Linked DNA regions of Mus musculus: regions 1 and 3 are each linked to region 2. Evidence: chromatin contacts called from public Hi-C and promoter capture Hi-C data. All regions are on one chromosome and are shown on one strand. The core of a region is the stretch at or near the end of the contact, and the rest is flanking DNA. Distances in the headings are between cores, read along the strand shown.

Region 1 (4,260 bases), core at 605-3,104, 6.1 Mb before region 2:
TCCTTATATAACTCCAGTGTCCCTATTAGCAAATAAGGCAACAAAGTGAACAGGTTACATACTCCCAAGTAAGTAGCATTCTAACTGAGACGAGTAAAATTCAACTTTACTAAAGTGTAAGAATTTACCCTCTGGCAGCTACATTAAAACCAGCAAAAAATAAATTAAAAGAAAAATACATATCAAAAAAAGGAAAAGAAACAAGAGAAGCAAGCAGAAACACTCTTCTAAAGCGGCTGAAAATGACATCATTTTACTCCTTAGTTTTCATTCTTTCGTTAAACTTACACTGTGTATTCTTTATTTTTGATACACTGAGGTACTAGAACTATCAGGTCTCCCAAGTACTATTTGGCTTGGGAATATAAAAGTCCGACCATAATTTCTGCTAGGGGCTATCTCTAGTTTCATTAGATGAATGGATTTATCTCAGGAATTAATCCCAAACAAGTAAACAAAAGTCAAAAGTCTCAACCTTGGCCCCTGAAGTGGAGTTTTCTCTGGATTCTCTTCCCAGCATCTCTACATCACTTAACTCTGGGACCGAACAAATGCCACTCCACACACGGATAAAATGAAAGAGGTACAGAGAGGGTATTCTATCAACTTCAGTCTACCTTTCTCCCCACATCTTTTGCCAAAATATCAAAGCACTAAACAGATACAGACCCATGAATCCTCAATATCAGCATGTGAAGGAAAAAAAGTGGGTAAGGATTAGAGGCAGCATGGCACAGTTGTACAGATTACTGGAGTTATCTCACTGCACTCAGAGACGTAAGACCCTGTTACTTGCAATAGAGCCTTATATAAAACACGTTCATCAATTCGATGACCCCCTCATTTCCCCCAGATAATGAAACAGAGAGGGCCAATTTTAAAGTCTTTTCACCAGGGAAACTGCCATCAAAAACCTCGCAGGCACACAAATCTATCTTAAAATCCTCATTTTTCAATGAATGTTGTGAGTTCCAGATTCAGTATAGAAAGTGAAGAGAGCACACCGTTTAGGTGGCAAACTCAATCAAAAATTAAAACTAAGAGTCAAAGGCCACCCTAAACGTTCCCACCTTTTGGGTGTGGGTGTGTTTAAGGACTCAACTGGGGAAGACGCACACCGATGGGAAGGAACTAGAAATTAATATTGAGGTAGACATACTACTGGGCCTATTGGGTCAGGTGTTGGAAGAAGTCAATACCCTTGAGTATAAAACTCTGTTGCAGTAAGAATGGAGTGAGAAGCAAGGGTTGAGGGGCGCCTCGGAAAGACTCCCAGGGGTTCTTGTTCTTCACAGAAGCGTGATTAAAAAAAAAAAAATGCATTTCCAAAGAGAAATCAAACACACCAGGAGAAAGGGGTGGATACAGTGCTGTGCCCGAAGCGAGCGGACTTGGTAAGCAGGGAAATGTATATTCTAATAGTAGGGAGCCAAGCAGGGGAGGCACAGAAGTCGAGGAACTGGGAGATCGGGGAGCCCGGCGGAGCGCGAGAAGCAGGGAGATAACCAGACAGCATGCTCGGATGGAAGGACCAAAGTCGGGGAAGGGAGAAATGAATGAGAAGCGGTCAGAGGCAACGAGGTGACGGACAGACAGCACCGAGCACAGCGAGCGCAAAGCACGAAGACCGGGACGCGCAGCACCCAAGCACCGCAAAGCGCAGCAGAGCGGGAGGCAGGAGCGCGGCTGGGGGAGGTACCTGGGCGTTGCACACGCCGAGGTGGCTGAGGAAACATCCCCGCGCCGCCGAGACCCCGGGATGCGGCCCCTCCCCGGCCCGCGGCCGCCCGGTTACCTTCGCGCCCGGCTCCGCACCCGAGTCCTCGCGGGGGGCGTCCACCTCAGGGGCGGGGGAGGGGGGGGGGGTCGCTCGGCCTCGGCGGCGGCGCGCCGCCTCCTCCCCTTCCTGGAGGGGCGGGGGCCCAGGCGCGGTGGGAGGTGCCCGGCGCGGCCGCCGCTCCCCGCCCCTCCCGCCGTCCGGGTGCTGGCCGCGCCGCGGCTCCGCCAGGCCGGGGGCTCGCGCGGGCCTGTCACTTCCTGCCCCGCCGCGAGGGTGGGGGGCCGAGGCCGGGGGGCCGCGGGCCGGCGGGGAGGGGGCTGCGGGGAGGTGCTTCCGGGGCAGCCGACCCCTCCTCCGGCCCGCCCCCTCCCCGCGCCCGCCCTCGCGCGCGTCCCTCGCTTCCTGTCGGCGCCCGTTGCCATGGCGACGCTGCTCCCCGGCCTCCGCGCTCTAGGCCCGAGTGGGGTTTTTTTTGTTTGTTTTTCTTTTTCTTTTCTCCCCCTGGCTCTGGCTCTCTTTCTCCTCCTTTCTTCCCCCCTTCTCTCTCTTCGAATTCCGCTCGCCGTCTGAAAGCAGACGTCTAAGAAAGCGCTGGCCTCTAGAGGGGGACTCACCTCGGAGAAGAGAGGGAGATGGGGAGAGGGGAGGGAAGTGACGTGAAAGGGGGGGAAAAAAAGAAGGTATTTTCTGCAGCTTCTGGGAATAGGGGCTCGAAAGAAAGGATCAAAGGGACCAGCAGGCACAGAGGGAGGAAGCGGAGCAAAGACCCTTGAGAAACGACGGCCTGTGAAAGGAAATAGAGCAAAGGGAAGGGAAGAGGAGAAAAGAAAAACTTTGAGATAGAGGGAACGGCGAGAGAATGCTGAGTGTTTAATCCCTCGCCCCAACTCCAAGAAGGCGGGAAACAACGCCGCACAGAAACTGAACCCGTTAGAAGCAGCAGTTCATTAAAAAGCAGGAACCTGAAGCAACTTGCTTTGAATAATACTTAAGTCTGTGACGTCAGGGTTGATTGTGTGCTTCGGAATCTCTTTAAGTCACACGCACACGTGAAAGAATCACAACGCCCAAAACAATGGAAAAGGCGGGGTGTAAAGAGATGAACAATGGTGCTGCCTTTGGGAAGGCTGAGCATATGGTGGGGGAGGCCCGTTTTATTTGCAACACAAATTTAACAGGATTTAATTATTCTCAGTCTCTCAGAGCTCTTAGAACACCTACTGTGTGCTGGCCACTCTTGGAAGCTTTTTTTTTTTTTAAACCAGAGCATTGTTAGCAAAGACAGCTGCTCTCCTTAACCTTTTACCTGCCGTAGGGTGTTACCTTGTGATAATAGCTGGGATTTGTATCTTTTGCTAACCTCAGCCATAATTAGTTGTTTTCTTGAGCCCACTCTAGATTGAAAACCCAGGTGTAATTAATTTGTATTTAAGGGGGGGGGGGGGGGGAGAGGCATTCTCATTATAAATTGATGCATTTGTGTTTGTTTCAACTCCCTCTCTTAATTGGTATAGCCAGATCTCCGTAAAGTAAGATCTTTAGGAGGCTTCTAGGAACCTGTTAAACGGGTATGCAAATCCCAAAGGGCAGCCAAAGGACTGGAGAGGCAGGAACATGGGTGTGGAGAGGTGAAAGGGTTTGCTGCCGAGCCAAGGATGATAGGTGTTGGCTGGGGATGAATGGGAACATTCTGGCAAGGAGATCTGGTGGTTAAAAAACAGGTGGAGCAGGACCCACTTCATTCAAACCTAGAACTTTGGCAGGTCAAGGTTAAAGCTTCCTTGCGGAGACTTACAAATGGCGTTTTGAGCCTCAACAGTATTCAATATCAAAGAACAACCTAAAGATGACTTTCAGATTTATATACCCTGCCAGGATAAGAAACAGGGCTTCTATAGGAAAACTCAACATCAATGAATCTGGATATGATCTGTAATATATAAACCCAGAAGAAAGCATCCAGATGCCAGTGCTTATGTCCTTATTTCCCCAACCTATAGGGTGTGTATAGATTATCAAGGCCCTTTCCCATTGTGCTCCACCCCTTAACAATGAAGAACTGCTAATAGAGCTACATTCCACCTCAAGTTTTTTGGTTTCTTTCTTTCTTTCAATCCAGTACCATTGGTTTCGTCATCTACTGGATGACAAAAGGGGATTGAAAAGTGGCCGAATAATTTCAGCTTCTATCTGACATTAGCCTAGGAATAACCCATTGCAGCACAAGCTATGTTGATCATGGGCCAAGAGTTCAATTTTCTTTTCTTTTTTTTTTAGAGTTCAATTTTCATGTAAAGATCTCCAAAGCTTACTGGGTCATAGGTCTAACTAATTTCCACCAAAATAAATTTAACTTAGTTATATATGTGTGTGTGTATATATATACATATATATATATATATATGTATATATATATATATATGTATATATATATATAATCAACAGCAAATTAAATTTACAGGAAAGCCTCCATCCACAAG
Region 2 (3,903 bases), core at 1,261-3,760:
ATTCCTTCTTGTTTTGTTTTGTTTTTTGTTTTTTTTTTTTTCGAGGAAGGGTTTCTCTCTATAGCCCTGGCTGTCCTGGAACTCACTCTGTAGACCAGGCTGACCTCGGAACTCAGAAATCCGCCTGCCTCTGCCTCCCGAGTGCTGGGATTAAAGGCGTGCGCCACCACGCCCGGCTGTGGCCATTCCTTCTTAAGCTTCCTTCTGGTGGCCTTTTCTTTTGTGAGGGCTAGTTTGTGCTTTTTTGCCAAGGCTGGCTTGAACTACTACTGGCTCAAGGCTTGCCTCAATCTCTGGTCGCTGGAAACATAGGTAAGCAGTGCTGAGCCCAGCTCCAGCTTGGCTGGGAACGTCACTTTTTCTTGTGACAGCTGCTATCAACTTCGGAGCCTATCTATCCTGCCAACCCACTAACCAAGCCTACCTTTTCCCAGGTCAAAGGAGAATTTGTCCTTGCGGTCCAGACTGGAGTCAAACTTTGTGCCATCTAGCAGCCAGCCAGTGTAGTGGACAAAGACTCGGTCCCCGATCATGGGTGTCTCTGTGCCTGTACCCTCTCTCTTGATGACCTGGGGGGGAGGGGAAGAGAAGGTGAGTACCTAAGGATGTGGGCAGAAGGGCCCCAACTGCCCATAAGCCCCCCAAAGACACATACTGGATGGACTCGGCTGCACCCACTGCCCCCTGCTTCTTTTCAGCAGGTCCGAGAGCTTAGTCTTCAAATGATGGATACCAGTGATTAGCTTAGATTCAACTAACCTCCCTAGCCATCTCCCTCCAGGTCTTGCTTTAGAGAACTGCATATAATTTGGGTTCAAGTTTTGTCTATGGTTTTGGACAAGTTGCTAAACTATCCAGAACTTATCGGTCAGGCATTGAGGACAACCCCTATCCTCCAGAGGTGTTTGGGGGAAAACAAAAATAAAAACAAAAACCTGATAGAAAGTAGTGGATCACCAGATCAGGGTCTGGTTTGAATAGAAAGGAACAGGAGTAATGAAAAGAAAAAGATCCCCTCAAAACTGGGAAAAAGGAAGGACCAGATTACAGCCGAGCACAAAGGCTCTGTATCAGGCGCTGGAAACTACATGTGGGAAGGGAAACTACCTGTCTGGCAAGCCAAGGAGTCCTTTATCTCTCCTGCGTGTATAGGCAGGCGTCTATTTCTGCTTAACATTCTTATATATGGTGACCCCATAGGAGAGCCAATAGGTAGATATGGAACCCATCCTCTAAGGCTTCCTTGATAAGAATGTACAGGGCCCCGCGAAGGAATGGAGGATAAAAGAGGAACAGACCCCGTCTGGGAATCAGAACCTAGCGCAAAGGAGAAAGGGCCACATGTTCACGGGGAGCAGCAAGAGTTGAGGTAAAAAGCCAGGAGCATTTCTGGACCAACGAGGCTCCCTAAGGTCTCTGGTTTGCACAAGCCACACACACTAGAAACTGAGCAATGGGACTCACGGAGGAGAAACAATGGATGCAGGGAGACATGCAATGCAGGTTAGGATTTCACCGTCCTGGACTGCTGGCAGAACCTGCTCTGAAACGGCGTCCATTGTCCCGACCCGGGTCAGGGCGCCCTCCCCCTCGCTCCTCGGGCTATTTGCAGTCAGGCGATTAGTGAGCCGCTGGCTCTAAGGCAATGCACCTCCCCCCATGGCCAGCACCCAGTACCCCCCAACTCAGAAAGACTCAGGAGGGGCAGGCGAGGAACTACAGGTCCCGGCATGCATCGCTCTCGCTCTCCCCGGGCCGAGAAAGGGGGCACAGCATGGCCGAGCCCGTGACCTCGCTGGATCTCGGCGATTGCAAAAGGGGCGCAGAAAGGCACAAAGGGCTTTGGGCCAGGAACCTGCTCCCGGGAGCCGTTTCAGGTCCTAGCTAATGTTTAACTTTCAAGTGGGCGAGCCCTGGCGCACCTTCGTCCAGGTGGACGGCGCACGCTGCGGCCGAGGGGTTCCCGGGAGGCGAGGCCTGAGTCCCTCGGCGCGCCCGAGCCTCGTGCACCCCGCCCGGGCCCCCTGGCAGCGGCTCTCGCGCTCCGCTCCGCCCCTCTCAGCCGCACAGTGCAGCCGGATCGAGTTGGCGTTGCAGTGGGGGCTTCTTCCCGGACCCGGGCCGCACCCTCCGGAGCGTGCAGCCGCCGTGCCGTTTTCAGGGCTGCAGCCTGCGCAGGGAAGACGAATCCCCCCCATCCTCCGGCCGCGGTACCCCCAAGGCCCATGAGCCTGCAGCCGAGGACTCCGCGGCCCCTCACCTTGAGCACGCCCTCGTCCTGTTTGGGGCTGATGTCCACTCCTTCGAGAGGCAGGGGCGCCGACTGCGCCCCGTTCTCCGCCGCCTTCATCTCCTCGGCGGTCATGGCCGCTGGGCGCACCGTTGGCTGCGAGAGTGTGGCAAGCGCGAGCACGGCACTCTGGCCGCCGACCGGAGTGAGCGACGGGGCGGCGTGCGGCGGAAGGCGGCGCTGCCCACCTCGAACCGCGCTCCAGGCTCGCGCACCCGGCTATCCGCGCGCTCGCCGGCGGCGGCCGAGTGGGGTGACGCCGAGGGGCGGGCCTGGCGCGGCCCGGCCTGCAATTGGTCCCCTCCGCCTCGGGGGCGGGGCAGGGAGGAGCGGCACGAGCGGGCTGCAAAGGGGCGGGAGCGGAGAACTTTCTAGAGAAGCGGTTAAACGGGTTGAGGCTCTTGGACTGAGGGTACTGGAGTGGTTTGGTTTTTTTGTTTGTTTGTGTCGTTTTTGTTAAGATTTGCTTTTCTGGTTGATGGCCCCTAGGAGTGCCCTCCTCCTACACCAGGACCTCTGGGATCACAATCTTCCCTATGTCGTTCCGCCCCACCCCCACCCTTACCCCACCCCTCTGCCCGCGTCTAAGCGATTTTTCCAGATCCTTCTCTATCCTCAGGACTCCAAGTGGCGAGCCTCCCAAGTCCGGGCCTGCCTCGTGGCCGGCCCTGCTCACCCAGGCCCACAGCGGAATAGCTGGAGACAGGCAGTCAGATGTGAAGTGGCAAAGATCGGCCTCCCGTGATTGTGCCACAGATGCCCATGGTTCCAGGCGTGGGCACCTGAGCAGTGTGGGAAAGAGAGGTCGAGGGATTGAAAGTGTGGGCCCCGTAGGGACAGTTTCAGCCCAGGTGCACAGATCGGACACAACTTTGCCCTCCCTGCAGCCTGGCAGGCCCACCGCAAAAATGCCATGAGCAGATTTATAAGAGCCATAGACTTGTAAGTGGAGGTACGTGTGTTAAAATTCCTTTTCTCCCACCATACTAATCAGCCTTTTTTGGTTAGTACTGGCACACAAAATGGTTTCAGCTCACGCGAAAAAAAAATTTTTTCCCCCTTCCCCCTCTTTACTAAAGGTGAATAGGAAGGAAGGTTTTCTCAACCTGCTCGCTGCTCCTATGAGATGCCTGTGGAGTTCTGAGTCTGTGTGGCTAAAACCATGAAGTTCTGATTACCGGAACAGTGCTGGCTTGATGGAAGATCTGTCTGGAGAGGTCCTGACTCTGCCCAGCAGTTTAGTACCCAGTTATACAGCCTGGTGAGTGCTATCAGACCTGCCTATTGTATTATTGGCTTTGCGAGTTTTCATTCCAGTGTAATGAACTTTTTGTCTCTGTGTGCCCAGCATGGTGCTGTTCGTGGTCCAACGCAAGTGATGGCGTTTAAGTAGGCAATAAGCTAGTTATTATATGGTGCCTGCGAGATGGCTCAGTGGATGTTGGTGCTTTTGAAAGTCTTTAGACCTGGGTTTTATCCCTAACACCCACAGTATTGAGAAAACCCCTTCAAAGTTGTCTTTTGACATCCACACTTGTGCCCTATTATCCCTCCCAAAGAAGTGAAATAATAATAACCCTTATTATGATGGTTTAAGTATATTAGGTATTTTA
Region 3 (4,207 bases), core at 14-2,513, 9.3 Mb after region 2:
ATATGCACTTTAAAAGTAGTGTGTGCATGTGTGGTAGGCAGAAGTCAGTCTTAGGAGCCCCAGGAGCCATTCACTGTTAGGTTCCAGGCTGATACAAGAGGCTTTCAGAAAGGGGAAAGGGGATACCAACTCTATGCCTTTGACCAGGGTCAGACATAGCAAAGTCTGGAACCAGGCCCCCCAGAGTTAAGATTTCAGTCTGTGAGAACGTGACTTTTCCTCCTAAAGAGACTGGAGTAGTCAGTCCCAGGCCAGTGTGTGCTTGGTCTGTGGCACACATGAAGTATTCTGTGTTCCTTTTGTGCAACACTGCTTGGTTAGCTTTCTGATGACTTCGTCCCACTGTATGATAGGTTTTTCTGTTCCATTTTCCCCATACAAACAGTATATAAGATGCTGTACATCTTAATAAATTAGCTTAGCATAAGACATAGTTTTAGGGAAAACCTCCTGACCCCAACTTTCCTGTCTTCTTTATTTCTGATCCGTTCGGTCCCTCCTCTCAGGAGCCTCTCAGTGAAGAATGGCTCACTGGTCCAGATGCATCTACACTCTTTTGTTTTTGAGATGTTTTTCACTCATACTTGGAACTCACTGATTGCTATGCTGGCTGGCAGGGATTGGTATCTTTTCAGTGCTGCATTCCAAGCATGTATCACACCATGTATAGCTTTTTTTTTTTTTTTGTCGGTACTGGGTATCACACTTCATGCTTACATGGCAAGAACTTTAGCCCAGTAGACTGGGGTCTCTCCCTCCCCAGCCGCAGTGATAGTTGCTAGAGCCACTGAAAGAGCCCTTATCAGTTAGGTTGTCACGGATCCTTGCTGAGCACTAAGTGAATATTTCCCACTTGCAAATAAGCATTTGCTGGCCATCCACTAAACGCCAGTCACTTATCTGTCACCAGGATATAAATGTTGTTAGCATAACCACTCTATTAGGGAAGTCATTACTGTTTGTGAGTTGTGACGGTGTATGCCGGGAGGGGGGTGGGAAGGAGAGCGACAGAATGGTTGCTACTGGGTAGGCAGTTAGATGTGAGATGATTATGGAAAAGTGTGTCTGTAGCTTAGCAATGAGAAGGTTACAACTCTACAACAGCATCCTACAAGGGACGGACTCGGCGGCTCCCAACACTGGGTAGCAACGGGACGCCGCGCGCTTGACGTCGTCAGAGCAGCATGGGTTCGGTCTCCGAGCTCGCGCCTGCGCACACTGCTTCTCGCGCTGCTGCTGGGAACTACCGCCTTCCCGCCAGTCGTCACTTCCGGCTGACGCGACGCGTCGGGCGACGTCACGTCCTGCCGCTACCGGTAGGGACCGTGAGTGGCGGCAGGCCGGCTCTCCGGCGCTCCCCTCCCCTCCTCCCTCCCTCCCTGTCCCTCCCTTGGCGGCCGCGAGTCGCGGGGACTCTGGAGCCGGCCTCCTTCGGCGTGAGTGCGGGGGCCTCAAGCAGCCTGAGGCGCCGCGGCAGAGAAGGAGGACGACCGCGACCCTCGGTCCCCGCTCCGCGTCACCGCGCTCGCCGCCGCCATGGCCATGAGGCAGACGCCGCTCACTTGCTCGGGCCACACGCGGCCCGTGGTGGATTTGGCCTTCAGCGGCATCACGCCTTACGGCTACTTTCTGATCAGCGCTTGCAAAGGTGAGCTGAGCCCGCGACGGCCGCGGCTCCCGAGTGCCGACGGGTGGGTGGGTCGTGGCTGCCAGCGACAGCCATCGCGCTGCTGGGACTAGAGGGTCGCCCCTGGCCGGGCTTTATGCGTCCCTCCTCCCCACCGTTGTTAGTGCTCCCCAACACCTCGCCTTTCTACCCACACAACTACATTGTGTTTGCCAAGGATTTACGGGAAGAAGAAATTAGGCCAGGCCGAGAGGAGTGCCCTTTATGTCCTCTCACTCATTGTTTCATCCTTTGTGGTGTGAGCCTCATTTTTTTTTTTCCCCGACGAAAGTGTACGTTAGGTTTATGTGGTCCAAAGTAAAAAGCGGCTATCTAGATCGTTTTGACACCGCATGTCACTGGCATCCAGCCCACGGTTTTTCAGAAGTTTTTATTTATGTGTGCCTGTGTTGTCTCTATGCATGCTTGTACCTGTGTGAAGGGGTGCCCCAAGAGGAAGGCATCAGATTGTCCAGAGCCGGAGTTAGAGGCTGTTGTCAGCCTCCGTGTGGGCGCTGGGAATCGGAATCAGGTCTTGTGGAAGAGCGTTTCCCAGGTCTTTATAGTTGCTTTGTAATCCGAGTTTGCAAAGGTGATGAGGGAGGCCTCTCATTCGGTCCCAAAATTGCTTATGCTTCCCAGGAAGAGTGGCTACAACTCCTTAGTCCCTAGGTCACTGAGACCATATGCACAGACCAGGATGGGGACACCCTCCCCCACGCCCCCACGGCTTAATGGGAGTAGGGGGGAGCAGTCAGAACAACGGTTTTCCAGTAGTTTGCTGCTCAGGATTTGGTATTACGTTGCATGCTTCTAAATCACAGATGTCTGAAAATATTTTCTAGATGGCAAGCCCATGCTCCGCCAGGGAGATACAGGAGACTGGATTGGAACATTTTTGGGTCATAAAGGTGCTGTTTGGGGTGCAACATTGAATAAGGATGCCACCAAAGCTGCGACAGCAGCTGCAGACTTCACAGCGTAAGTGTAACAAAAATGGCTAACTTCATTCTGTTTGAATTTTGTGGTGACATGGCCAGATTCTCCAACTTCACAGTTAGACATGAGGTTCTGACTCCGAGGATGCTATAGACAGTACATGGTGTTTGATCTCACCACGATTCTGTCCTGGCTCTCTGAGCATCCTTGTGACTTGAGATGTTTCAAGGACTGATGTCTCTCTCATCGAGACCAGGAACGTGGTGAGCTATACAGCTTGGACAATGGGTGCTGCTGATGTCCTTCACAGATAGTCTTGAACACTTAGTGAGTGCTATACAGTGATGTCTCCAGGCACCTTTTCACTCAGCTTTATTACTGGCTCTAGATAATCTAAAACCGGACCTCAAATTTACTTTCTGTTTTCTATGGTTTTAAAGATGGCTGTCTGAAAGATTCTTAATTTTCATTAGATCCTCATTTTCTTAGTTGGGTTTTATTATTGTGAAGGTACAACATGACCAAGGTAAAGGTAACTCTTAGAGATTTAGCTGGGGCTGGCTTCCAGTTTCAGAGTTCAGGTCATTATCATCATAGTGGGAAGCATGGCAGCATGCAGGCAGAATTGGTGCTGGAAGAGCCAAAATGATCAGAAGGCAGCCAAGAGACTGTCTTTAGCAGGCAGGAGGGTGGTCTGGATCACACTGGCCAGGCTTGAGTTTTGGAACACACACACACACACACACACACACACACACACACACACACACATACAGAGTCTTCAGTCACTGTAGTAATGGATACATCGTCTCATCTCAGTTCACTTTGTCTTTTGATACAGTCTGAGATGGACTAAACCATTGCCATAATACACTTTCCCTGTTTTTACTTTGGGTTTTGCATCTATTATCAAACTGACATGATTCTCTTTAATCATTGAGGCATGTGTCATATTTTATATACTTTTTGATGTATAGTTACTAACCTGTGTGTGCTTTTAAATCAATGCAGGTAACTTTAATTTACTCTTGTGTGTGTGTGGGTTTGTGTGGAGGAAGTCAAGACAATTTTGGGGGTATGGGTTGAGGGCTCTGGTTCAGGTTGTCAGCTTGTGTGCCTACAAAAGCATCTTGATGGCCCAAAGGCAGTGTTAAGAGCTGCTGTATATGCTAGTAGACCAGAGCCTAGAGAGTGAAAATGGCCTTATTGATTCCTTGTTTAAAAGAATTTCACACTTTGGAGCAGTTGTCAATGTGTTGCCATCTTTTTTTTTTTGTTTTTTGTTTTTTGTTTTTTGTTTTTTTTTTTTGAGACAGGGTTTCTCTGTATAGCCTTGGCTGTCCTGGAACTCACTTTGTAGACCAGGCTGGCCTCGAACTCAGAAATCTGCCTGCCTCTGCCTCCCGAGTGTTGGGATTAAAGGCGTGCGCCACCACGCCCGGCTTGTGTTGCCATCTTTGATTTAAGCAAATTAAAAATAAATGGTTGTTGGATGTGGCAGCACATGCCTCTTTAATCCCTTTAAGCATTTGGGAGGTGGAGGCAGGAGGATCTCAAATTCGAGACTAGTCTGGGGATGCATCAGCTCCAAGCCAGGACTAT

What was found. Promoter capture Hi-C pulls out the DNA fragments that hold promoters and counts their contacts. Hi-C and Micro-C count contacts between places; a contact is called where the count stands out from the background.
Region 1: a promoter capture Hi-C map of frontonasal cranial neural crest shows a contact between it and region 2. The contact joins the promoter of Phc1 here to the promoter of Fkbp4 in region 2. A contact is called at or near these places in 2 of 39 promoter capture datasets (cranial neural crest and frontonasal cranial neural crest).
Region 3: a contact with region 2 is called in a Hi-C map of CD8 T cells, with 5 times the contacts expected there. The contact joins the promoter of Strap here to the promoter of Fkbp4 in region 2. A contact is called at or near these places in 2 of 484 Hi-C or Micro-C datasets (CD4 T cells and CD8 T cells).

Annotation. Positions count from the first base shown.
Region 1 is chr6:122,337,803-122,342,062 of GRCm38.p6, forward strand. Phc1 (polyhomeotic 1) reads right to left here and starts at 1,855. Exons shown (of 16, transcript NM_001355215.1): 1 at 1,796-1,855; 2 at 670-678. The coding sequence starts at 673.
Region 2 is chr6:128,436,146-128,440,048 of GRCm38.p6, forward strand. Fkbp4 (FK506 binding protein 4) reads right to left here and starts at 2,511. Exons shown (of 10, transcript NM_010219.4): 1 at 2,261-2,511; 2 at 425-569. The coding sequence starts at 2,365. Gm10069 (predicted gene 10069) reads left to right here and starts at 2,612. Exons shown (of 5, transcript NR_028593.1): 1 at 2,612-3,242; 2 at 3,370-3,551.
Region 3 is chr6:137,733,819-137,738,025 of GRCm38.p6, forward strand. Strap (serine/threonine kinase receptor associated protein) reads left to right here and starts at 1,264. Exons shown (of 10, transcript NM_011499.3): 1 at 1,264-1,648; 2 at 2,512-2,647. The coding sequence starts at 1,537.